2 separate regions of the Sus scrofa genome follow, and region 2 is linked to region 1. The links are chromatin contacts, called in public HiChIP or PLAC-seq maps. All regions are on one chromosome and are shown on one strand. Each heading gives the region's core, a stretch centred on a gene start, on an enhancer-like site or on the middle of the called end of the contact. The rest is flanking DNA. Distances are from core to core; before and after follow the strand shown. Region 1 overlaps LOC102164493 (a long non-coding RNA gene). Region 2 overlaps IRS1 (insulin receptor substrate 1).

The links. HiChIP or PLAC-seq counts read pairs in DNA pulled down with a chosen protein or histone mark.
Region 2: a contact with region 1 is called in an H3K27ac HiChIP or PLAC-seq map of alveolar macrophages. The contact joins two enhancer-like sites. A contact is called at or near these places in 1 of 47 Hi-C or Micro-C datasets (fibroblasts) and 2 of 2 datasets of contacts at active chromatin or transcription factors (alveolar macrophages and skeletal muscle).

Annotation. Positions count from the first base shown.
Region 1 is chr15:128,150,731-128,157,369 of Sscrofa11.1, reverse strand. LOC102164493 (a long non-coding RNA gene) reads left to right here. Exons shown (of 5, transcript XR_001301648.2): 4 at 3,283-3,439; 5 at 5,993-6,639. Among named protein-coding and RNA genes, the nearest start is that of IRS1, 150 kb to the left of the region's middle. Within about 2 kb of position 2,234, at least 25 of the 83 cell types and tissues checked have an H3K27ac peak or open chromatin away from gene starts, as enhancers often do. A contact at or near this core is called in alveolar macrophages, where this site is marked.
Region 2 is chr15:128,282,809-128,288,822 of Sscrofa11.1, reverse strand. The region is part of intron 1 of IRS1 (insulin receptor substrate 1); the gene reads left to right. Among named protein-coding and RNA genes, the nearest start is that of IRS1, 21 kb to the left of the region's middle. Within about 2 kb of position 4,437, at least 13 of the 83 cell types and tissues checked have an H3K27ac peak or open chromatin away from gene starts, as enhancers often do. A contact at or near this core is called in alveolar macrophages, where this site is marked.

The DNA of each region.
Region 1 (6,639 bases), core at 985-3,484:
ATAGTTTTGTTAGACTCAAAACTCACGACCGGAGTTTCTATCCTTGTGCAGTGGTTAACGAATCCAACTAGGAACCATGAGGTTGCGAGTTTGATCCCTGGCCTTGCTCAGTGGGTTAAGGATCCAGCGTTGCCGTGAGCTGTGGTGTAGGTCACAGATACAGCTCCAGTCCCGCGTTGCTGCGGCTCTGGTGTAGGCTGGTGGCTACAGCTCTGATTAGACCCCTAGCCTGGGAACCTCCATATGCCGTGGGAAGTGGCCCTGGAAGAGACAAAAAAACAAAAACTCATGACCATTTCAAAACACTCTACAGTATTAAGTAAAGTACTACAGAATCTCTTTTTTAAATTTTATTTTATCAAAACATGAACAGCTAGTGGCAACTCTATGTGCATAGGCACAGGGGATACTTAAAACTGTAGGAGGGGAAAACAATTTTCCCTTTACACTTCGGAGTTCTTAGCTAAGACCTCTGTAGTTAAAGACAGATTAGGAGTTCCCATCGTGGCTCAGTGGTAATCGAATCCGATGAGGAACCATGAGGTTGTGGGTTTGATCCCTGGCCTCGCTCAGTGGGTTACGGATCCGGCATTGCTGTGAGCTGTGGTGTAGGCCGGCAGCTACAGCTCCGATTAGACCCCTAGCCTGGGAACCTCCACAAACCGTGGGTGCAGCCTTAGAATAGACAAAAAAAAATAAAATAAAATAAATAAACAAGGAGGCAGAAACAAAAAACGAAAACAAAAACCCTGTCTGCTCAGATTTGGTATTCCTTGGCTAAATGATTAGTAGGGCTCAAAAAAAAAAAAAGACAGATTAATAAGAAAAAATTATTAACATGTAGACCTTACGTATACATGGGAGATGTCCAAGGAAAAGTGAGTATCTCAAAGAAGCGGCTTAGAATTCAGGCTTAAATACTATCTCAGCGATTTTTTAAAAAGTGAAATGGGCTTTTCGAGAAATAGATGGGAGACATGAGAGTTTGTGACAAAGTTTGGGTGTGATGTCAACTTCTAGTCTCCCCTCCTGTGATGAGTCCATCTTCCCTGGTTGATGAAACTCCTGGGGAAGGGATTTACAGTTGAGTTCCTTTTGGAAGCTCTGTCTTGAGGCAGATAAGGAAAATCCAGAGAAAGCTCCTCCTTGCGTTTGCTGTTTTCAGGTGCTGGGTTTTGTTTGTTTGTTTGTTTGTTTGCTTGTGGTTTTTTTTTTGAACAAAAAAGAAAATTCATTTATTTACTCTCATGGGACTACAAACTCACATTTGCATCAAAATAATAAACCATCAAGACACAGGAAAAAGTGCAGAAATTTTGCATTTGCTGTTTTCAAGTGCTGTTACCAAAGTGGCATATTTGGGGTGGCATGTCCTATGAGGCTTTAAAACTTAATATCAATTGGTTTAACTTTTGGTTAAGGGACATTTGGTTAAGGAGTCACTCCTAGAACAGGGAATGATGTCAGGTTTATCATCTCTATTGGACTGTACTCAGAAAGATCTTTTGGAACTTTGGATTCATGGAGGAATAAAATGGAATATTTTTTTCCATTCATAGAAAGAATAATTCTAGAGGTTGGGGAGAGGGAGAGGGGAAGTAAGGAGATGGAGAGAGAGAGGGAATTGCCTTTACTACTACCAGCCAACTATTGGCTATTCCATATCCCTCCAGGCATTTTTTAAGCATCCAGGACATGTCAGTGCAACTCTTAGTATTTAAGTTGTATTGCCTGGAAAATTAAAGGTCATACTATATTGTAAGGTGTGGCTTCATTGTAATTAATTCTGTATACAACTAGTTTTATTAGAGTTCCATCAGCTATTGGCCCTCCATGGGCAGCTACCACTGGCTGGCCTGCAATTAGCCCCGTATGTGTTAGACCACAGCTGAGGTACCATGTGTACCCACGTAATGAAAAGCCCATGAAACTTAGACATGCTGCATCTTCTTAGAGCAACTCCAGTGGGGTTCTGCAAGTTCCTTTGCAGAAGTGACTTTAGGCTGCAGGGAAACGTAAGGTCAAGGCCTTTCCCAAGCAAAACATGCTGGGGACATTTCCCTGCATCAGCACTGACTGTGGTTAGCAAGGAAACCCCTGGTGCCTGGTGAGGTAGGAGGAATGGATTCTAAAGATGCTTGGCTCCTGGAGCATTGGCAGTGGGGCAGCCTGCCTGCGGCGGCCTCCAGAGAGACTTTGACAAAGGCGAAGGAAGCTCCCTGTTTGCTAGCATGACTCACTCCACGTTTGCTGGGTGGTTCACACGCCTGCCTGCCCACAGGCCGGAACAGGAAGGCCCTCATTGCGCTCAATTTTTTTCCTGAATGCCTTTCTCAACAACAGCGAAAGGAAACATTACTGTTTGGCTTGGAGCCATTCAGGTCACTTGGTACTCAGAGTGCTTAGGATGTAAGAGATGGGCTCGGCCAAGACCTGCGGAGACGCGCAAGGCTGCAGTTATGCCTGTCTGTGTTTTAGATTAAACGGCTGCCTTTTGCAGTAAACAATTCTGGGTGATTTAAGACACCGGGAACTCCCTAAACTAGCAAAACCCCCAACCCGAGTCTGACCATCCGTTTTACAGGCCTAGTTTCACAACCAGTAACCGCCCGGTGTGTGGGTGTGGGGGGGGCCTTGACTCTGCCACCCACTGAGTCTCTTGAATTAAAATAAGAAAGGCCCCGCAGGCCAGCTACGCCCTTCTTAGAGCTGATTCCTCTGGAGGGACCAGATGGGTGGGGTGAGTATGGCCTGGGGGAAAAAAGAAGAGGAAACCAGAAGGTTTCTTAACATACAAAGGGGTCAGGATGCCTGGAGCTCCCCAGCTTCTAGGTGGAATTACAGGCACCGGAAGACCCCAAGGACAGCAGTTCTATCATCAGAAGCTCCTAGAAAATGTTAACAGCCCCCACCCCAGAAAGTGCCCTTCCTTGTCATGGGTGCGTGTCCTTCCTGGGCCTGTAACAATTCCTCTAGGGACCTCTGGCTGGACCCACCCCTGGGAAGACTGCTTCTCTGGGCTCAGGGGCCAGATTGTGCTGCCATTTGTAGCAGAAACTAGGGTCCGAGGAGGGGGTGGAAAAACTGTTTTCTTCCTTAGTTTCAGGCCCTCCCCGTGCTCAGAGTTTAACAGCGTCCCCCACGCCTGGCTTCCTTAGCTGCCTTCTCTCCACAGAGGCTCAAGCTGGGGGCCAGAGGCGGGTGTCCGGAGGGTGGGGTGGGAGGCAGATTCCACACCTTTTCTTCTGGCCTCCTCACTCCCTGACTCCTTCCTTCTTTCAGATTCTCTGGTACCTGCTCCATCCACGTCTTAGCCTCAGACCTGCTGGCATGCAGATCACCTCTTGCAAAGTGACACAGGTGCAGGGGTTCCTGGTGCAACTGTTCTGACCCAACTGAAAGCTGAAAGAGTTAGGGCTCACCCAGAAACTCTCTCCTGGTGAGTTTATTCCACATCCCTCAGGGACTTTGTCAGTTTATAACAATATATACCCAGAAAGGCAGGCTGCCTAAAAGTTTTTTTTTTTTTCTTTTTTTCTTAATCTTGGAAATAATATTTCAGGGACTCTTGTTAGGAAAACACCTGTCTATATAGATCCCAACATTATTTTCTTTACAGAGACAAAAGAGATCAGTCGAATGCGTGAATCAGAAATGAACAACATCCTTGTAGTTCCCGTTGTGGCTTAGTTAAGAAACCATCGCAGTCTCCGTGAGGATGCAGGTTCCATCCCTGGCCTTGCTCCGTGGGTTAGGGGACCATGCATTGCCCCAAGCTGTGGTGTAGGTCAGATACGGTTTTGTGGTGGCTTTGGTGTAGACTACAGCTGCAGCTCTGATGGGACCCCTAACCCGGGAACTTCCTTATGCTGCAGGTGCTGCCCTAAGAAAACCAAAAAAAAAAAAAAAAAAAAAAAAAAAAAAGAAGAAGAAGAAAAGGAAAAAGAGAAATGAACAACATTCAACCACGTGGGAACAGGACAAGCATAAAGGAAGCATCACCTTTCAATCTCCTTCCCTTTAAGTTATAGTCTAAGGTAGCAAAGAGAAGGAGGCGGTGCTGGAGGGAGGGAGTCGGGGGACAGGGCCAAGGACCTTGGAGAGAGCAGGGTTATTGTGTAAAGAGCAGAGGGCAGGGACAATGGAGACAGGCATGCTCTTTGAAAGAGAAAGAAAATAGTGAGCTTCTGGACAGGCTTTCGACAGGTCCAAGTGGAAATCTCCACTAGGCAGGCAGATATATGAGTCTGGAGCTCAGAGACATCTGGGCTGGAGGCATAACTTTGGGTCAACAGAGAATTGAAGCTGTGCATGTGCATGAGCTCATCAGAGACAGTTCATCTGAGCAGCTGAAGGGCCGGGGCTGGGTTTAAAGAGGAGACTGGAAGAGAGACCAGGTGGGGAGGAACAGAAGGATCAGGAGTAGCCCTGCAGCTAGTTCTCTCCAGAGGTCCCAACCCCCCCTACCCAGGATGTAGGGGAACAGTGTGGATGTATATTAACTAGTTAAACTCCAGCCCGGCCCTGTTTTTCTTTTCAAATGTTATCTTTCATTTGTATATTAACATAAACAGAGCCTTCAAAACACTTTTTGAACAATTTTATTTAAAGAAAAAATTTTTCTTTTTGGGGGGCGGGAGGACATGCCCTCAGCACGTGGAAGTTCCCAGGCCAGGGATCAAACCCTCGCTGCAGCTGCAATGAAAACACCGGATCCCTAACCTGCTACCAGCTACCACACAAGGAAACTCCCTAAAAATTACATTCCTATAATGAACCAGCGAGGAAGTCACAGGAGGTTGGTTTATTTATTTATTTATTTTTTTTGTCTTTTTGTCTTTTTGTCTTTTTGCCATTTCTTGGGCCACTCCCTTGGCATATGGAGGTTCCCAGGCTAGGGGTCTAATTGGAGCTGTAGCCACTGGCCTACACCACAGCCACAGCAACTTGGGATCCAAGCTGCGTCTGCGACCTACACCACAGCTCACAGCAACGCCGGATCCTTAACCCATTGAGCAAGGCCAGGGATCGAACCTGCAACCTCATGGTTCCTAGTCGGATTCGTTAACCACTGAGCCACGACAGGAACTCCCGTAGGAGGTATTTTGAACTCCTCCTTTTTTTCTCCAGCTTTCTTGAGGTATGATTGACAAAAGGAATGGTAAGATATTTAAAGTGTGCAACATATTGATTATATATAGACACACATTATGAAAGAATCCCTTCCCCACCAAGTTAATTAACATATCTATCCCCTCCCACATTTACCCCTCTCTTTTTTTGGTGAGAAGTTGTAGGTTCTCTATCAGCAAATTTCAATTATACTGCAGAGCATTATCAACTGTATTTATCCTGTTATACATTAGAGCCTCAGATCTTACCTCATAAAGCTGGTCTGTACCCTTTTATCATTGTCCCTTTTTCCGCCACCCCCGAGCCCCTGGCAACCACTCTATGAGTTGAGGACTCTACATATAAGTGGTGCCAAAACGTGTTTGTATGAGCCTCTTTTTAACGATAAAGTTGAAGCTCACCCATGGTGGTTAGAGGTCATTGTCTTTTCACACTCATGTTTTCCTAGCTCTTTTTTTTTTTTTTAATTTTTAAAATTAAAGTATAGTCGAGGTACAGTGCTGTGCCCATTTCTGCTGTAGAGCACAGTGACTCAGTCATATATATGTATACACTGTTTTTAAGTTTTTTTTCCTTTATTTTCCATCATGGTCTATCCCAGGAGGCTGGTTATATTTCCCCGTGCTGGACAGTAGGACCTGACTTTCTACCCATTCTAAATAGAAGAGTTTGTATCTCTGAACCCCAAACTCCCAGGCCATCCTGTTGCCCTCTCTCGTCCCCCTTCTAGCTCTTTATTTTCACTTCCCTCTGGCCCATCACCTGTGATTTGTAATCTTGTAAATTGTTAGACCACTTTCCTACTGGACTGTAATGGCCTGGAGGTTCTGAAGGGGGTTTTCCTGTCTTTTCCCCCCAGGCTCTGCTTCTTCCATCCAGGACCTTGCTAGGTAACTCCAGAGGAATTGAGAAATTGCCAGGGAGTGGAATCAATAGCAGGACAAAACCTTCACGTTGGGAATGCTTTGAAGCTTTCCTCTGCAGCTCAGCAATGCCCTTCCCTCTCACACGTTGATGGTGATGCCAGAGGAGGGGGTGTTGTAATCAGCCTTCTAACAGCAAGAAGAGATTAATACTACCTGCCGTAGGGGAGGCTTCGCAGGGAATTCGGCATGACCAGTTCAACAAAGACTTTTTGGATCAGTCTGTATGTTTACACAATCCCTTTTTGTTTTCATTCCTTAATCGTACACAACTGCATACCCAGTTCCCTTTTGGAAATGTAGAGAAGCAATCTTCTTTCCTTTCTTTACTGTTAAAAATGTATACCTGTATAATTTTAATGTGCTTGTCCTGTATCTTATACAATTTTGCATGTATTGCCTCTGAGTTTAGGCATTCCTAGAATTCCTGATACGGGCCAATTCCTGCCCTGGGCTATGGGAAATGTGGTCAATTCATATAGTACAGGGGAGAGAGAAGACAGGCTTTTTCAGGCCCTCCATAGTTCTGGACTCTGTGACCCCAGGCAACTTACTTAACCTCTCAAGGTGTGTTGCCTTATCT
Region 2 (6,014 bases), core at 3,188-5,687, 130 kb before region 1:
ATGTCCTCCTTGTGGCTTTTTCGTCATGTTAAGGTTACCTTGTGACTCACAAAGGAAGCGAAGTCAGATTTTTCTGATGTCATAAGGCAGGATAGTACACAGAAAGAAGAAAGACTTGAAATTGAAGTGTGTTGCTTTGGAGAGGTGGCCTGATGTAAAAGGCAAGATCTGGAACAGATCACACCTAGGGAAAGGGTGAGCGGAGTATGTGCTGTCTCCCGGAGGCCCTAGAAAAGACACAGACAAGTGTGGCCCCCACTGCGTGTTGGGCCACATGTGTGTGTTGGCATATGAACCGTAGCGATGGGGTGTGGTATTGGATGGGAGTGGTGGTCCCTGGGTGTTAAGAAGTTTCTTTCGAAGACTGTTAGGCGAAACGGGTGATGGGTCATTTTTTGAAGTTTTGTTTGAAAATTCTCTCGGAAACATGTAATGTTTACTCTTCTCTACATTTATCCAAAATGTTTGGGAGAAAAACCAATGTCTTAAACGACTCTTTATATTTTTTTGTTTTATTAAGTATCACTTAATTACAATGTTGTGTTAATTTCTGCCGTACAACAAAGTGATTCAGTTGTGCATGTAAATGCATCCATTCTCTTTCAGATTCTTTTCCCACACAGATGATCAGAGAATACTGGGCAGAGTTCTCTGTGCTATACAGCAGTCCCTGTTGGCCAATTATGCCATATACCTTAGTGTGCATATGCCAATCCCAAACCCTCAGTCTATCCCCCCGGACTCCCACTTGTCCCCTTTGTAACCTTACGTTTTGGAACTACTCTTTTAAAAAAATGCTTTTATTTTGATATTACTGTGTAATTTAATACGAATCTGCAGGTATGTTCCTGTTGTATCCATACAGCAAAAAATTAAATCCTACCATTTTGAGGTTAAGTTTTTCTAGTGGTTCTAGTGGAAATATGAGATTATTCCCCTCATTCTGATTTTAGTAGTGGTGACAAGTGATGGCCTCTTTTTTTTTTTTTTAAGTTGAAGATATAAATGATATTTTTGTCAGAAGATTTAAATTTACGTAGTTAAAAAAAAAAAACTCCTCTAAGGTATAGTAAGGTTCTAAAAACAAATGAAAAATAAAACACAATGAATACATTTAAATGCGCAGAAGATGAAACAGGAAATCGTAACCAACCTTGGTACTGTTATTAATGAGTTTGCTAAAAGAGGAAGTAAAACTGGAAATGAATTTAAACAGAAATTCTTGGGAAAAAATAGCCATAAATGTAAAGTGTTTCTTAAGTGATCACACAGTTCTCATGAAACCGAATATGACTTTCTGAGTTTCAAATATAATATGTATTCATTTGCTGAAATTTAATTGTGGAGTTCGTTGCCTCTAAAAGAAAATTTGCATCATCCAGCTTTTCTATTAAACAAATCAATAATTCATCAACTAAAATTGGTGGTTCTTCAAAGTGGCCAGGCAATTTGCAGGTGTTTGGAAACCATTTAGAGAGCAGAATTCATGAATATTTTCATAATTACCTAAACTTGTTTTATCATTCATTTTAAACTCAGTACTATTTTTAAAATGCATTTCCTTACTTTCTGTTATTATGAGATATTCCGTGACCATCTTATTTATTTATTTATTTATTTGCTTTTTAGGGTTGCCCCTGAGGCATATGGAGGTTCCCAGGCTAGGGGTCCAATCGGAGCTACAGCTGCTGGCCTATGCCACAGCCACAGCCACAGCCACAGCAAGGCCAGATCTGAGCCGAGTCCGTGACCTACACCACAGCTCACAGCAACCCTTGATCCTTAACTCACCAAGGCCAGGGATTGAACCCACATCCTCTTGGATCCTAGTCGGGTTGGGTAACTGCTGAGCCACGACGGGAACTCCCATGATCATCTTATTTTATTTCCTCCCCCAGTCTTAGCATCATCCATTCCTCCAAGGAGCCCTGGTTCCTTTTATTGGAGAATCAGAAACCAAGATCTGGGCGCTAGATGTAGTTTTTGCTCTCCTTTGCCCTCTGAGTTGCCAGAGCAAGGCCTACCTGTGTGTGTACTAATCTATGTACATACACATCTATAAACATTTAGATGCTTCAGTTACATTCTGCAGTCTACCTGTGGGAAAAAAAAAATGTTTTTTCATACACTTAAGGTTTACTATTTTTGCCATAAAGTTTTAAGTTTTGACAAACCTTTATGGTCTTATTTACCATTGTAATATCATGTAAATAGTTTCACTCCCTTAACAATTTCCTGTACTTCCCTATTCAAACCTCCTCCCTCTCCCCAACCTCTGGGGATAAACCACTGCTCTGTTTATCATCTCTGTCGGGTTTTTGCCTTTTCCAGAATGTTCTATGATTGGACTCACACAGTCCATCCGTTTCTCAGACTGGCTTCTTTTACTGAGAAGTCTGCTCTTAAGATTCATCCAAGCCCTTTTTGTAATGGCTTGGTAGTTCATTTCTCTTCTTTGCCGAGTAGTGTTCTGCTGTATGGATGTACCACAGTTTGTTTATCCAGCCCCCTGACCTCTTATGGGATGTTTCGCTCCCTGTGTTCGAAGACCTTTGTGAAGTCAGCGCTCAGTTTTCCCTTAATATTAACCATCATCAGGTTTTAGTCATCACTCGGATTTCTCAAACTTTCAAACAATTTTGCGGTTCTTTCCAAAACCTCTAAAGTATTCCAGATCTTTTTCCTGCCCTGAATTGGCCAACATTCTGGAGTAGTGTTTCAGACCAACCCAGGAGATTTGCTTCCTAATTTGTCCAGTTCTTCCCATGATAATCTTCTCTGTATCAGCGTTTATTTGATCCATGACAGCAGAACATAGATTTTTGCATCATCTTGGAGCCACTCTGATCAGAACCTTCTTAAGCTCTCTTCCTTCAAGGACCTAGCTATACGGATTTTTCTTTTTTTTTTTTTAAACAGAGTTATTTGAATCCTTCTACTGGTAGTCTTTTTTAAAAATTATTTTATAATATTGTCTTACAATAGCTATTTATAAAATTCCACCTCTTTTTTCCTTATAATCATTGTTTCTTAGAGAATCAGGTTAATCAAGTTCCTGTGAATTTGGTCATCAGCCATTCTGGGCATCCCCTGGGAATATGGAACTGATCAGGCCCTCCTGCCTGTTTGGATCTGTAGTCTGGGGACAGCGGTTTCCTTCCTGGACTTCGGAATTATTCCCAGGCTCATAAAGGGGCCCCTCTGTGTGAATCTGTGTTTATCACCTTTGTGTGAAAAAGGCAGCTTCTTGGCAATTGGCTTAAAGGGGCTTGAAGAGCATATTTATAGAGTCAACACTCAAAAGAATGTACATATGTATATGACTGGGTCACTTTGCTGTACAGCAGAAATTGATGGAACACTGTAAATCAATCATAATAAAAAAATTTTTTTTAATGCAAAGAAACCCAAAAGACACTCAACCATATTTTTTATTATATTCAAAGTGAGATCAACCTTAAGACTCTTCTCTTAAGCTTCCATCAACACAGGTAAAATCCCTTCTTACCCACCTGGGGTGAGTGTAGGGCAGGTTATTAGAGGAGGGAGTGATAAGGGGGCCATACAGGCACAGATGTTTTGTTTGGTTACCAGGACACAAAAGACAGATGATAAAATCCCAGGCCATTTATGCCTCATGGTCCCATTCCCTGCAGTCCCTTTTTTTTCCCCTTTAAAACACAGACATTGATTTTTTTTTTTTTTTCCCTCTTTCTCTCTGAAATGGTCTCAGCTTGTTGTGTAATTCTGGCAATAGAATTCCTGACATACTAGATCATAAAGATTAGAGTTAGGCATTTTTATACCTCCGTATGTGTGTGCGTCTCCATGTATTTAACCTTGGGTTACATGAGCAATTTTTCAAACTCATTCCCTTATAATCACGTTTGCTGTCTGTACTTGTTGACTAGCAAAGCCTCTGGAAAAGTTGTTTAAAATACAGGACCCAGGGGTTTCTTTATGCTTATTCTTTTCACCAAAATGAATCTTTGGATAAAAGCTGTTTGTAAAACTATTTAAAAATTAACTGACCTGAAACAAATCGTAGGTTCTTTATGAACCATATATTAAATGTAGGGAGATATATATATATATATAAAAGCTCATGGCTTTTATTTCAAAATTTCCAGAAATGTCCCAATAGAGTTCTACAGGTCATTGACTACAGACATTCGTGGGCTCCTCCATAGAATTTCTGGGGCTGCTGGATTTTGTACGTTCTCAATTGTCACCAGAGCCTAAGAGGAATTGGTGTGACTGGACTATATTTGCATTTAGAGTGTTAGCAAGCCTCCGGAGTACATATGCTGGGCTATTTATGAAACAACTTCAGCTGACAGCTGAAGATCAGAAGATTCTATTTCGGGAAGTGTCCTAAATGTGAGATTCTGTGGTGGAAAAAAATGTAGTGTCCTACAGATAAGAATACTTGAAAACAGGAAGCAATGGTAATTTATTGCTTCCTGTATAAGTATCCTTATCAGTGGAATAAGCTTTAAGTTTCAGTTCTGCTTTCCTGATTTCTTTTCATGTAATCAGCTCCTATAAGAGGATTAAAAAAAGGGGAGTAGGGGGTACAAGTTGAAGGGTCTGGGGTGAATTTACCAGCATCATTTTTCCAGGCTGGCCATTGTACGTGAGAGGTCAAATGATATGGTAGGAGGAGAATGAATAGACAAGAAAAGAGGAGATGTGACTTTTATTCCTACTTCTGCCCCTTCCTGGGATCCAGCATTCTTTGATCTGATTTTCTGGTCCTTAAAATTGGAGGTAGTGATATTCGCCCCATCTATCTTACAGTGTTGTTCTAAGGCCCCAGTAAAAGTACAGTTGTAAACATTGAGTTGCCTTTCGAGCCTAGGGTTTGCTGTGGTGAGTTTAGACGGCACCACGCCCCCTTTCACTCAAGGGTCCTCTTAGTTTATGTTGCTTCCTTATTAACATACTTTGCAAACTCACTCAGCTTCCTCGGACTTCTTGGCTGGATGAGTGTACTGTGATGGACCTGACCAAAAGGGGGCATGGCCATTGACTCTCTAGTTCCAATACTTGTTTCATGAAGTGTGAGTGTGTTGCACTGTTAAGAGTCTTAAGAAACTGGGTTGATGTAGGGAAAAAAAAAACCAAAGTTCTACACGTGGGCTAAATTATAAGCTGAAGGTATAAATCAGGATTAAAGAGTGAAATGTATTTATTAGATATAAAAAAAAGGCATGTTAACCTGCATTTTATAGTTCTCATGGATTTAATTATACACTAAGTATGGAAAATACAAGTATTACTGGGTGGCACTGAAGGTTTTCTTCCACAAAAAGTCTTGTTTATAAATATCTCTGCTCTTGAGTCTCTGCACCCTTTGCCAGAAAGATCTGGTGTTGTGTGCTGTGCTGGGCAGAAGGGTGGCCTTTGTGAGATGGGGAACAGGAAGCATGACTCACCTACTTAGCGAAGGAACTGGATTAACTCTTGAAGGTTGGTCTAAATGGTGCAGTTTACTAGTCTTAAAGAAAAGAGGCCATGGAGAGTGAAAGCTAGCTACAAGAATGCTCTTTTCCTCTTGCTGTCTGAAAATGAATGGTAGTACTGGCTGTGTTGTGATTTTAAAGATTACCGTGTTTGTTTTCTTTGTTTTGTTTTTTGCTTTTTAGGGCAGCCCCCTCGGCATATGGGGATTCCCAGGCTAGGGGTCTAATCGGAGCTGCAGCCACCAGCCGACGCCACAGCCACAGCAGCGTCAGATCCGAGCCACGTCTGCGACCTACACCACAGCTCCCGGCAACACTGGATTCTTAACCCACTGATCGAGGCCAGGGATTGAACCTGCGTCCTCATGGATGCTAGTCAGATTTGTTTCTGCTGAGCCACAACGGAAGCTCCACCATGTTTTTTTTTGTTTGTAAATAGGAGAGTATTTAGCTCATTCTTGGTCTTGTGTTTGTCAAGGTTTGGGGGAAGGATAAGGACAGTAGGGTCCACGTGGCTACAGAGGAGTTTACAGCAAAGTGCCCTTCCCA